Linked DNA regions of Mus musculus: all the other regions are linked to region 1. Evidence: chromatin contacts called from public HiCAR-type and HiChIP or PLAC-seq data. All regions are on one chromosome and are shown on one strand. The core of a region is the stretch at or near the end of the contact, and the rest is flanking DNA. Distances in the headings are between cores, read along the strand shown. Region 1 overlaps Cenpf (centromere protein F). Region 2 overlaps Kcnk2 (potassium channel, subfamily K, member 2). Region 3 has its middle 150 kb from the start of Gm36561.

What was found. HiCAR-type assays count read pairs that join an accessible place to other places. HiChIP or PLAC-seq counts read pairs in DNA pulled down with a chosen protein or histone mark.
Region 2: an H3K27ac HiChIP or PLAC-seq map of oligodendrocyte precursor cells shows a contact between it and region 1, with 4 times the contacts expected there. The contact joins two enhancer-like sites. A contact is called at or near these places in 1 of 15 datasets of contacts at CTCF or cohesin (the NIH/3T3 cell line), 8 of 484 Hi-C or Micro-C datasets (adipose-derived mesenchymal stem cells, embryonic stem cells, gonadal supporting cells and 4 more), 2 of 115 datasets of contacts at active chromatin or transcription factors (oligodendrocyte precursor cells and stem cell-derived neural progenitor cells) and 1 of 9 other capture datasets (pancreatic islet).
Region 3: a contact with region 1 is called in a HiCAR-type map of astrocytes, with 3 times the contacts expected there. The contact joins two enhancer-like sites. A contact is called at or near these places in 1 of 15 datasets of contacts at CTCF or cohesin (the NIH/3T3 cell line) and 2 of 115 datasets of contacts at active chromatin or transcription factors (astrocytes and stem cell-derived neural progenitor cells).

What each region holds. Positions count from the first base shown.
Region 1 is chr1:189,643,566-189,647,628 of GRCm38.p6, forward strand. Cenpf (centromere protein F) reads right to left here. Exons shown (of 18, transcript NM_001081363.2): 17 at 3,237-3,415. Among named protein-coding and RNA genes, the nearest start is that of Gm30088, 26 kb to the left of the region's middle. Within about 2 kb of position 1,941, at least 32 of the 459 cell types and tissues checked have an H3K27ac peak or open chromatin away from gene starts, as enhancers often do. A contact at or near this core is called in astrocytes and oligodendrocyte precursor cells, where this site is marked.
Region 2 is chr1:189,308,452-189,312,663 of GRCm38.p6, forward strand. The region is part of intron 2 of Kcnk2 (potassium channel, subfamily K, member 2); the gene reads right to left. Among named protein-coding and RNA genes, the nearest start is that of A430027H14Rik, 32 kb to the right of the region's middle. Within about 2 kb of position 1,885, at least 11 of the 459 cell types and tissues checked have an H3K27ac peak or open chromatin away from gene starts, as enhancers often do. A contact at or near this core is called in oligodendrocyte precursor cells, where this site is marked.
Region 3 is chr1:189,183,059-189,186,978 of GRCm38.p6, forward strand. No RefSeq gene overlaps it. Among named protein-coding and RNA genes, the nearest start is that of Gm36561, 150 kb to the left of the region's middle. Within about 2 kb of position 2,368, at least 33 of the 459 cell types and tissues checked have an H3K27ac peak or open chromatin away from gene starts, as enhancers often do. A contact at or near this core is called in astrocytes, where this site is marked.

The DNA of each region.
Region 1 (4,063 bases), core at 691-3,190:
ACAAATCTCACATGGTGTTGTCTTTTAGATGAAAGAAATTATACCAGAAAACAAAACTGTAAGGAAAGGTAAGATGTTGCTATAGGTGAGGAGTCAAAGCATATGACATACACAACAGTGAGGAACTGTAAGGATGAGAATTGGATAAGAAGGGCTGGAGACCAGGCTGTTGGCACAGTGCTTGTACTGTAAACCTGAGGACCTAATATATATACATTTGAGACATGACAGCACTGTAGGGATTGCTGGCTAAATAGCCTATTCTACTTGGTGATCAATAAGAGACCTGTCCCAAAATAAGATGAAATACAAGGAAATACAAAAACAAAAAGTTAAAGGCAAGAATGAAAGTTTCAAGTACAAAACCTCCAGAAGAAAGCAGGGCAGCAAGATGAGATCAGCTGAGCCCAGGAGTTCAAGACCAGCTTGCACAATAGTGAGCAGCTGAAAGCAAAACCAGTCATTAATGGGCCCAGTGGCTCAGACCTGGATCCCAGATGCTCAAGAGACTGAGAGAGGAAGAAGATGGCAATTTTTAAGGTCTGCTTGATTCTGCTAGAAAGCAAATTCAGGCAAGTCAGGCAACTTAGCGAGACACTATCTTAAAAATTAAAAAAGAAGGCTGGGGATGTAGCTCAGTTGTGAAAATCTACAGAAATGCACGAAGCAGTATGTTCAATAATTCTGCCCAGTACTGTACCTTACCCCTCCCCAAGAAGGAAAAGGTAAGAAAAATTTAAAAAGGCTACTTTGCAAGTACAGATTGGTCTTCAGTGTGGTGTCCCAAAAATAAGCATACAACAGACCCTCCCTAAGTAAGATTTCTAAGTTCTGAAGATTCTGAAACAAAAATAAAACTGGAGATTATTTTCCCATTTATATTCTTTCTACAGAAAGCATGTGGCTTTAACAGCAGTTAGATACTTTGCCCTACAGAAAATACAGTAAATATAAGTCAAACCCCTTGAAAGCCTGCTCTCACCTCAGATCCTGTGCATAGGACACTGAAAAGCCAGTAGCCAAGGACCAGGAGTTGGTGAAAAGTTGAAGGGAAAAAAAGGTTTGTTGGTGATATCACTTCTTTTCTTTTAAAAAGAAGCAATGACACCAAGACAAGGTCTCCCTTGATCTAAGAGTCCTAGGGTTTTCAGTATTTAGGTTCAGATGGGAAGAAGGAAAGGACGGAAGCAGAGAGAATGATGGATCACTCAGAGAGAAGGAACTGAAACAGCAAGGCCTAAGCCAGGGACTGCAGTCCCTTGGATTTCACTGAGCTCAGAACTTCATGTCTGACACAGAATTGAGTCAGTGACACTGTGAGTGTGATGCTCATGTAGACAGTTTGCTTCTGGACAGTGCTCTCTCTGTCCACAGCCTGGCAAGGCCCTGCTTCTATCACAGTGCCACTACCCATCTTACCAGTGATGCCTGCAGCCAGGATGGAAAGGATAGATGTGGTGACCTGGTGGAAATAAATCCTACTAGCAGGGGAAAATACAATGTCCTCAAAGAGCTGCCAGCTGACCCTGTACTCACAGCCTCACACCATCCACAGTGGCCTTACAAGTTACAGAGGCCAGCCCAGGAAGCAGCACCATTCAGGGAATCAAGTCTATAAACAGCAGCTCCTTTGTCTCCTGCAGACTAGCATTTCCTAGTGACATAATGAGCAGAATACTGCGTCCAACGCATCTTACCCATTTTTTTCTACATTGAACTCATCAGTTATTAATAACTAATATAAGATTGCCAGATTTCACTTTAGGGGAGATTTCAGTTTTTAGTGCCAAAGCACTTCAGTCGAACAGAGAGGCCAGAAAACGCTGACTAAAACTGAAAAAGACTGGGCTGGGTTCTTAAAATGTGAATCTAATCATAGTCTCCTAGTCCCTGGCTTTAAGAGGGTCCCCTGCCATTCAAGTGCACAAAACTGCTTTGTAATTCATAACTGCTGGTGCCAACTACTGCATGCAGAGAACACAGTCTGCAGGAAACCATGGTTACTGCTCTGTACCAGCAGGTTCGACAGCAGTGTAGAGTGCAGGCCCCCTAGTGTGCAAAAACCTTTCTATTAGGTAATAAATATGAACACCACATGCAAATGGCCTTTACTATCAATTCCTAATAAAAGAAAAGAAAGAAAAAAGAACAGACTCTGTGGGGACTTCATAGGACAGTTTCTTATCTTTATAAAATCTTATTACTAATTTCAAGGTAACATTCACATCTACAAGCTAGGAGAAAGCGAATTACAAGGTTTAACTGTATACAGAATGTCATCAATCAAAACAAACCAATTTGCAATGTGTTGCTGCTCTGATACAACTAATCACCAATGTCTCTAAGATCCGAGAGCTGTGCTCACTCGTGTAATAGTATATGGGAGCCACCGTACTTGTTGAATGTTATTGGATTGCATATAAACTCTGACAGGTGAGCAAAGTAACATCACAAAAATTTAAAACTTCTTCAAGTTACTCTAGAAATTGCCAAGAATATCCCCATGGTTCGTAGTTTGAGAAATACAAACAAGCTGCAAAAGAGAGGTGTGAACCTGGGGAGGCTTCCTCATGAATGTCATTCTCTTCATTCTTTTACAGCACTACAGTGTAAGAGAACAATGAATAAACCCTGAGTGAAGTAAGATGTAGGGATAAGGCAGAGAGCTTGCCAAGCATACACAAAGCATAAATGGAGAGTGCTGGTGCACATCTAGAACTCCAGCACTCAGGAGGTGGAGGCACAAAGATCACAAGTTCAAGGCCATCCTTGGCTACACAGTGAGTTCATGGCAAACCTGAGATTTAAAAATAAAAGTTAAGTGAAACACGTGCCACTGCTTACAGAAATGGTGCTACTAGTAGGAATTACAGTATTAGAAATAAAAATCACCAAGCAAATATTCTTCACCTTTTGCCCATTGTAGTGACTATAAGCCATAGAGAATTAGGAGCTTTGATGGGGAGGGCAGACAAACAGTGACCAGAACCAGTGCCCTAAGGAAAACAACCTCTACAAACCACTGAAGCCACTTGAAACTCTCGGACGAATGTGCTGGGTTTCCCACAACAGCGACACTTCCCAGAGAGCTACTGACAAGGAGCCCTCAGGACACTGATGTGCATCCTTGGACTTGCTCACTCAGGCCCCTGAGTCAGAGCCTGCCATAATATCCATCCCTAGGCCTGCTAACACACTTCCAGGATAACAGGGAGGAAATGACATTCACACGTTACCTTTTGTGATCTGCTGCCACCAGCTGTTGGTTTGGAGGACTCTACAACATTTTCTTTGCCCAGAGATGGGGAAGATCCCACTAACTTCTGTGTAGCAAAGCGGGGGCTGGTCCTGGTTGCCATGGTTGTTCTCCGAAGGATATATGGGCTTGTCTTTCCAGTTGGGATGTCAGCAAACCCTAAGGGCAAAAGAGCTGCTTGTTGGTAATGGCACTGATTAGCTGTTTGGCTGGGTTCGCTGGGCTAGCAATAGAGGTCAGATGTTTGTGCATGCAGGTACAAAGGTTCAATAACAGTAAATTAACTACAAAACATAGTTTCCCCTCAGTCATGGAAAACAATGTATTAAACTTCCTAATTGCCTTGGTAGTCATCAGATGAAATGGAAAATTAACAGGTTATTCCTTATTACAAAGATAAAAGATTTCAAAGACACCACAGTAAGAAAAAGGATCAAGGAGAAATCATATTATACCTTAAAACCAAATGGCTTCTTCTATATGGTTATATCACCTTGCACTTCCTAAGATAGGTAGGACATTTAATACAAATGAACTAGGATGAGAAAAGGCCAGCTCTTGTCTCAGAGTCAATGTAAGCCAACAGTGACTTAAGGAAAACAGGCTCAAGTGCAATCAGGTAGTGCAGGCTGCACTTGCTAAGAGTGCCTTTGTATCTGCTCATATTGTCTCCTCCCAGGAAAGAAACTGACCTGACTGGGGTAGAGAAGACTAGTCACAAAAACCCTGAAAGCTATCACATGGTATGGTGGCACATGCCTTTAATCCAGCACATGCCTTTAATCCAGCACTCAGGAGGTAAAGGCA
Region 2 (4,212 bases), core at 635-3,134, 340 kb before region 1:
CTGGGGATGCTATCTCCTGGAAATTCTGACTGACTCAATTCTGACTGGAAACTCAAATTGTGTCCAATTTTTGTACATATTTGACAAATCTTGATATATTAGGTATTTAAGACAATTACCTACCTTAAAATTGTATGTTCATGACTTGAAAACAAATACTTTGTTCTAATTCATATATTTCTAGCCTCTAATGGGGGAAGTGTATTTGTATATGAAATTTGTTTTTCAGAAGTTGTATGACCATGTGGGCTCGGTACTTGTCTGTCTATCCTACTTCAAGTCCCAGGGGTTAAAAATGAGGTACATACATAATTTTAAAAAAGAAATAGAAAAATGTCAGTGTTATATCCCACAATCAATTTCTCTTCTCTAAGTACTGGTGAACATTACATGCTCTAAATCTATATCTGTCACCCTTTTTCTTCATATAATAGTTATGATTTTATGTAAATGTGACTATATTTGCATTTTGAATACAAAACATGGATCATTAAATCATACTAAGCTCAGGGATTAGAAAAATGAGCATTTTCTAGGTTTCCCCAGAGTGGATTTTCTAAGAAGGGTCATATAACCTTTTAATTTATTGAGCACTACTAGAAACAATTTGAGCTAAAATATATTTTTTAATTTTGTTTTCAAAATAGGCATTTAAGGAAAAGGTGCCAACATTTAAGCCTTTTATTTAAAACGAAGCCCTGGTTCTTCTAGCTTGGTGAGAGTAAGCTCCTGCGGGAGGAGAATTCTGCCCGACAGACTCAGAAGTGCCCCTCTGAGCCATCTCCCCACATCTTCCCCTCTATTTAGGGATTGTGCATTTGCAGGTCAAAACTATTTTTATGCAGGCTAGTGAGGCACACAGCGTGTTTATCACTCCCTTTGAAGTGTAAGCTGAACTCCTATTAGTAGAAACAAAACTTTAAAACCCAAAACGGGACAAGAGGACTGGGGGGTGGAGCCATCCATCAAAGGGCCAGAAAGAGACAGACACACTGTTGATCGTCTGAGTTCACTTTCCTGGTCCTGTGCACGTAGGATTGTTAATCATGAAAATAATATTGAGTTGACTGAATAGAATCCTGAAAGGAAAATTAACTCCTAATCCCTAAAGCAGAGCGGTTTTTACAACATACATGTATTTATTTTTTAGTGTCTATAGCCCTAAGTCCTTCCTCAGCTGTTGCCAACAGAGCATAATCATATTCTCAGGCATTTTGAAGTCTTTGCAGCTATTCCCTATTTAACTTTTTAAATTGTATTTTATGAGGATTATTTGCCTGCGTGTATGTTTGTGCATCACACACAGAATCCTAGTGCCCATGGAGAACACAATAGGGCATCAGATCCCCTGGAACTAGAGTTAGACAGTTGTGCATCAGCATGCAGTGTGACAAATTGACCTGAGATCCTCTGGGAGAGCAGCCAGTGCTCTTAATCTCTGAGCCATCTCACCGGCTCCTAGCTCTTTTGTTGAGACAGGATCTTGCTGAGTACCTTCCACAGCCCTGGAACTCACTATATAGACTAGAGTGGGTAGAACTCTAACCCAGAGTTCTACCTGCCTCTGCCCCTAGAGAGCTGGGATTCTAGGAGTGAGCCACCCAATTTAATACTGTTGGTGTCTCCTAATTAGCAGCAGTAATATATTTCCACTGGATATATTTAGATACATTTATTCAATTTGTATCTGAGTGCCAGGAGGTGGAAGGAAAAGATGCCTTATATAAATCTGAACCATTCAACAAGCTGAATACAGTGTAACCAGAAAAGTTAAAGCCTGGTCTAGTCCTGGCAAACCAGAAGGAACCACAAGAGCCACACAAAGCACAGAGGGGGCAGAGGCCTTGATACACATTCTCCCACTCTGCCAGGATGCCAAGTCACTGTGTGGATAAGAACACTTAGAGCAATACTAAAGGTCCTGGCCACCTTCCAACCCTGCCTGTGTGTGGTGGGGTAAACAAAAGAAAAGGAAAAGATGAAGCAAAGAGGAAGTAGAAGAAGGAAACAGAAAACCAAAGTACACGCAGAAGCAAGCAGCTAGAGGCCATTCAAGCAGCAAGAAAGAGAGCGTTCTAGAAGGAGAAACAGGGCAAGCTGCGGGTATAACCTAGGAGATGGCTGTAAGGCCACTGACTTCAACATAGGATTTGGAAAGGCAGGAAAATCACACTGGGGGCTGACGCTAAGAACATAATTTTACAATATTTTGTCTACAGGATGGGGCAATAACACACATATGTTTATAAACTGATATAAATGAATGAATAAATAAATAAGATACGATAAGATAAGTAGGGTGTGGTGACACATGCCTGCAATCCCAGTGCTTAAGGTTGAAGACAGGAAGAGTCTCAGTTAAAGGCCAACATCAGCTACATAGTAAATTCCAGACTCACTGGGCTACATGAAACCATGTCTCAAAATAAAAAGGAAGAGAATTAATTATTAATCTAAGATCTGACAAAGGAAGCTTTACTCTGCTGGTTAACAACATGCACTTCCATCTTATATTAGGAAAATTATATTTGCTTTTCCCATAAAGTCATTGATCTCCACTCTACCTTTTAGGCTGTATATCCATGCCAGACCAAAGCTTAAATAAAAGGAGTGTCCAATATTCATATAAAGCTTATCAAGGACATCTATGCTCCAAATGCAAGGGCAGCCACATTCATTAAAGAAACTTTAGTAAAGCTCAAAGCACACATTGCACCTCACACAATAATACTGGGAGACTTCAACACCCCACTCTCAGCAATGGACAGATCATGGAAACAGAAACTAAACAGAGACACAGTGAAACTAACAGAAGTCATGAAATAAATGGATTTAACAGATATCCATAGAACATTTTATCCTAAAACAAAAGGATATGCCTTCTTCTCAGCACCTCATGGTACCTTCTCCAAAATTGACCATATAATTGGTCACAAAACAGGCCTCAAACAGATACAAGAAGATTGAAATAATCCCATGCCTCCTATCAGATCACCATGGACTAAGGCTGATCTTCAATAACAACATAAACAATAGAAAGCCCACATACATGTGGAAGCTGAACAACACTCTACTCAATGATAACTTAGTCAAGGAAGCAATAAAAAAAGAAATTTAAGACTTTTTATAGAGTTTAATGAAAATGAAGGTACAACATACCCAAACTTATGGGACACAATGAAAGCATTCCTAAGAGGAAAACTCATAGCTCTGAGTGCCTCCAAAAAGAAACTGGAGAAAGCATACACTAGCAGCTTGACAGCACACCTGAAAGAAGCAAATTTACCCAAGAGGAATGGATGGCAGGAAATAGTAAAACTCAGGGCTGAAATCAACCAAGTGGAAACAAAAAGAACTATTCAAAGAATCAACCAAACCAGGAGCTGGTTCTTTGAGAAAATCAACAATATAGATAAACCCGTAGCCAGACTAACTAGAGGGCACAGGGACAGTATCCTAATTAACAAAATCAAAAATGAAAAAGGAGACATAACAACAGAACCTGAGGAAATCCGAGACACCATCAGATCCTAATACAAAAGGCTATACTCAACAAAACTAAAAGACCTGGATGAAATGGACAACTTCCTAGACAGATACCAGGTACCAAAGTTAAATCAAGATCAGATTAACAATCTAAGCCATCCCATATCCCCTAAAGAAATAGAAACAGTCATTAATAGTATCCCAACCAAAAAAAAAAAAAAAAAAAAGGTTTAGTGCAGAGTTCTAACAGACCTTCAAAGAAGATCTAATTCCAACTCTCCTCAAACTATTTCACAAAATAGAAACAGAAGGTACTCTACTCAATTCGTTCTATGAAGCCGCAATTACTCTGATACCTAAACCAAAGACCCAACAAAGAAAGAGAACTTCAGACCAATTTCCCTTATGAATATCAATGCAATAATACTCAATAAAAATCTCACAAACCAAATCCAAGAACACATGAAAATGATCATGCATCATGATCAAGTAGGCTTCATCCCAGGGAGGCAGGGATGATTCAACAAACAAAACTCCATCAATGTAATCCATTATATAATCATACTCAAAGTAAAAAAACAATATGATCATCTCATTAGATGCTAAGAATCAATACCACTCCTGGGCATATACCCAGAAGATGCTCCAACATGTAATAAAGACACATGCTCCACTATGTTCATAGCAGCCTTATTTATAATAGCCAGAATCTGGAAAGAACCCAGA
Region 3 (3,920 bases), core at 1,118-3,617, 460 kb before region 1:
AATTTATCAGAGATGTGCCCTGGATGTGGGGGGACCTCAGCATGCTTCAGAGGCACCTGGCCCCTCTAAGCTGCCAGATTCCTACAATCCTACTCTACACTCCACCAATAGAAACGAGGGTCTATTGAGAACAGGTTAGAGAATGTTTCAAAGCTCTAGTCAATTGGAAACGCTGAGATAGCTTGTCCCGTGTTCTAAGTATTTCATAAGACTAGTGTCCTAGCTACACAGCTGCATCCCTGTCTTTGTCTCTGATAAAATCCACGGCAGAATTTAGTGTCATCTCTTGAAAGATTCAGAAATTGGTGCTGTTCCCCATTTAGGCTAAATGCTCAGCTTGGGCACAGTGTTTGTGGATCTAGGAGAATAATTTGAAATTATGAAATGAATAATATTGTGGCTTCTATGGCAGTGGCTTTTTTGGATATAATCTCTGTGTGTTTGCTTATGTGTCTTTTTGACAGAGAGCCTTCCTATTTTGTACTGGCTTCCATGAAGCTCATTATATATCCCAGGTACCTAAAACTTGTCATTCCCCCTGCCTCAGCCTCCCCGTTGCTGGAATTTTTACAGTATGCAAACATATCTACCTTGTATGAGTATGTATGCACAAGCCCAGGCACGAGAAAGCAATCATTAACCAGACAGGTGCTGTTTCCTTAGCACTGATTCAGGGCAAGGAGTGCTGGTGTCGTGCTTGCTTCCCTACAGGGCCAGCACTGAGCCTTTGCCTTTTTTCCCTCAGAACTCTGCCCTGTCTTTAGTCCTTGGGGTGAGTGCCCCACAGAGGTCTGGATGCCTTGACAATTTCACACTCTACCGCACTGGCCTACTATGTGTATCTTGTTTTGCTAAACAGAGCACATGTGCATGAAGCAATAGGATTTCAGATACTTCCTGATAGGGAACTTTAGCATGGGGGACAAACTGGGTAAAATACAAATCCATGGTCCTGAGGTATGGAAAATTTGACTGTTCCCCACTGCACTAGTCAATTGCTGGGATAAAGTACCTGACAGAATCAAGTTGAGGAAGGAAGGGAGAGTCTACGTTGGCCACAGACTGAGGGTACAATCTATCATGACCCCAGTGTGGCTATACTTGCAGCAGCAGAGGCACGAGGCAGCTCTCAGATCATGTCTGCAGTCAGCAAGTAGAGTGCTGTGTCTGATGCTCCACTATCTTTTTCAGGGAACCTAGCCCATGGGAAGACACCACCCACACTCAGAGCGTGTCATCCGACCTTAGTAGAACCTCTATGGAAGCACTCTAATGGACTAGCCCAGACGTGTCTTCTGGGAGACACTAAATGCTGTCTAGACAATAATCAAGATTAACCATCATAACCATTGAAAGTGAAAACACACACACACACACCCAAAAAAGAAAGTGAAAACACACAGCACTGAATGGTTTTATTATTATTGTTATTATTATTATTTCATTTTCTGTTTCTGAGGCAGCACAAGCCAAATTTGAACATGCTTTGTTAATGTCCCAAAGGATCTTCAGAAGAGCTGGAAATGTGTCCTTGATGGCTACAGACGGGTTTCCTTCAGAGGGGAGGGGAGAGACACTTAAAATTCAAAGGTAGACAACTCAGGAAGTTCCTGAAAGTTACAAGACTCAAAGGTTCCTCCCCGAGGTTATAGAAGCAGTAAGGACCTCCAGAGAGAGCAGACTCTCTGACTAGCAGACCTGCCTGCAAATTGTGCACAGAGCTAAGGAGAGGGAGCTCCTGTGAGTTACCTGCACTGGGGTGACTCACTAACACAGGTGCCTTAGAGTCACCTTGTTGTTAGAAGAAACTGATCACGTGTACGTAGCCCCAGTAAACTCTGGTTCGCTAAACTACTCTTGGATGGACTAGTTTCTTGGGTCTACTGTCATTGCTCCTTTTGGGATATACAGGTCACTTTAACTTCTCCCCAGTAAAAGTAACAGACAGAGTGCTCTTTGGCACTGTGCATTGTGACACTCGACTTTCTGGGTAGCAGGCACTTTCTATACTTACTATCCCTGGTACCTGTTTTCCTTCCCATTTCTTAGACAGTTAACTCCCATTGCTCTCTCTCAGCCCTTGCTTGGTTCCCTGACTAGATGCCTAGTGGTACAAAGCCTGTGGAGGCCTGCACTTCATACCGTCAGGACGGGCAGAGACCCACAAGAAGGAAAATCAGAGAAGCAGAGAAAGCATACTGGTGGTATCAGGAGGGAGTAGAGTGGGGGAGCCGTGGGGTGGAGAAGATGTGGGGGCAGAGAAACTGTCTGCGATAGACAGAGCTTTGAAGAACCCTGAGGCTGGGAAGAATTCTCCAAGCTTTGCTGCACAGCGTGACCTTGGCCTCTCACAAAAGGCTGCAGTGAAGTCCTGGCTGCTTTCAGTTCCTGCTGGATAGCACTGTGGGCACCTGATACTGCAGAAAATAGCCCACTGAGTGTGACAAGCCTTAAAGACACAGATGCCTCTGGCGACAGTAAACATAAACAAATTAAAGACAAATGAAGGGGCAGTGGCTAGCTCATTTTCCAGACTCACGTTCAGGCTAAACATAGTTAGCCAAAGAAAATTTGTCTGGAAATCTGAGTGTCTGAGAACGCACCAACAATGAAACTGCTGAGGGCCACCAAAAGGCAGCAAATGAGTAATTATTTGTGAATGCACTCAATTAAGGAGAAGCTGTAACACTAGGAGAAAGCATAATAGTTCATTCTGGATGTCTGTTCAGTGTGTAATTTTGAATGAGTTTAGATTAAGTTATAATCACGCATTCAAACATGGGATAAATATACACAATCCATTTCCTTCCTCTTTAAAGTGCTATTTTAAGAATATGGTATTTTACCATGTTACAGCAATGATATCAGTAATGCTATATCTTTAACATTGTCCACCGAGCCCAAATTGGGGGGGGGGTAGGTTCCCTTGAGGGGGGACCCTGCTATGGCTGTCTTTCAGTTCTTAAGAAATTCCATGTTGTGAAGAAAGTCCAGGAGAGTCATTTCTATTTATTAATTCTTAATTCTCTTCAGGAAAGATGTGCCCGTATTTTCCGAGTAACAAAAGTCTTATTAGTAAAGAGTGAAAAAAAAAAGTCATCAGAAAGGAAATTTTATGTACATTTTCCTATTTCAAGCACACTCTACCCTTGGCCTGAAACTATATGTACTTCAGCAGTTACGAAAACCACCTGTTCTTCCAGAGGAGCTGTGTTCAATTCCTACCACCCACAGGGTGATAGACAACTAACGCCAGTCCTAGGAAATCTGATGCCCACTGCTGGTCTCTGTGGGCACTAGGCACATACATGGTACACAGGCATACATGTAGGCAGCACTTCTAAACTCATAAAATAAAATAATTTAAAGGGAGTATACTCTTCGTAAAAACTGTATTTCCTTTGGGGTTACTATAGTTACCACCAACAATGGTTACTCAGGGAAAAAATACCATGATGGCTCGTCCTACATCCAGAGAACCTGAATGCCCAGCCCTGAGGAATTCCCCAAAGTGCCCAACTGTACACAGTGCCGCCAGGCACAGAGCAATTGAAAGTGTCTAGCACCTCCTTTCCCCAGGTTCATACTAGTCTCTTGGTTGGACTCTAATGCAAATGTAGATATGAGCAGTAGGTTGAGTGCAGGGTAAGTCTGAAGTAGCAGGGCTCAGCATGAAGAAGCCTCTGCAGATCTTTGGTGGCATCCACCATAGAAAGTGTCAAAATGGACCTCAGCCTAGAACCACGGAGAGGCCTTAAACAGATCTGAGCTGCTGATGCCACACCACGTGTGGGACTGTGATGTTAAAAGTCTACGGTTCAGATAAATTAATAAAACATCTATATGCAGTTAGTGAGGCATAAAAAGGAGAGAAGAAAAATTCTTATTACCTTACTAGCAGCTAAACGGGGGGGGGGGGG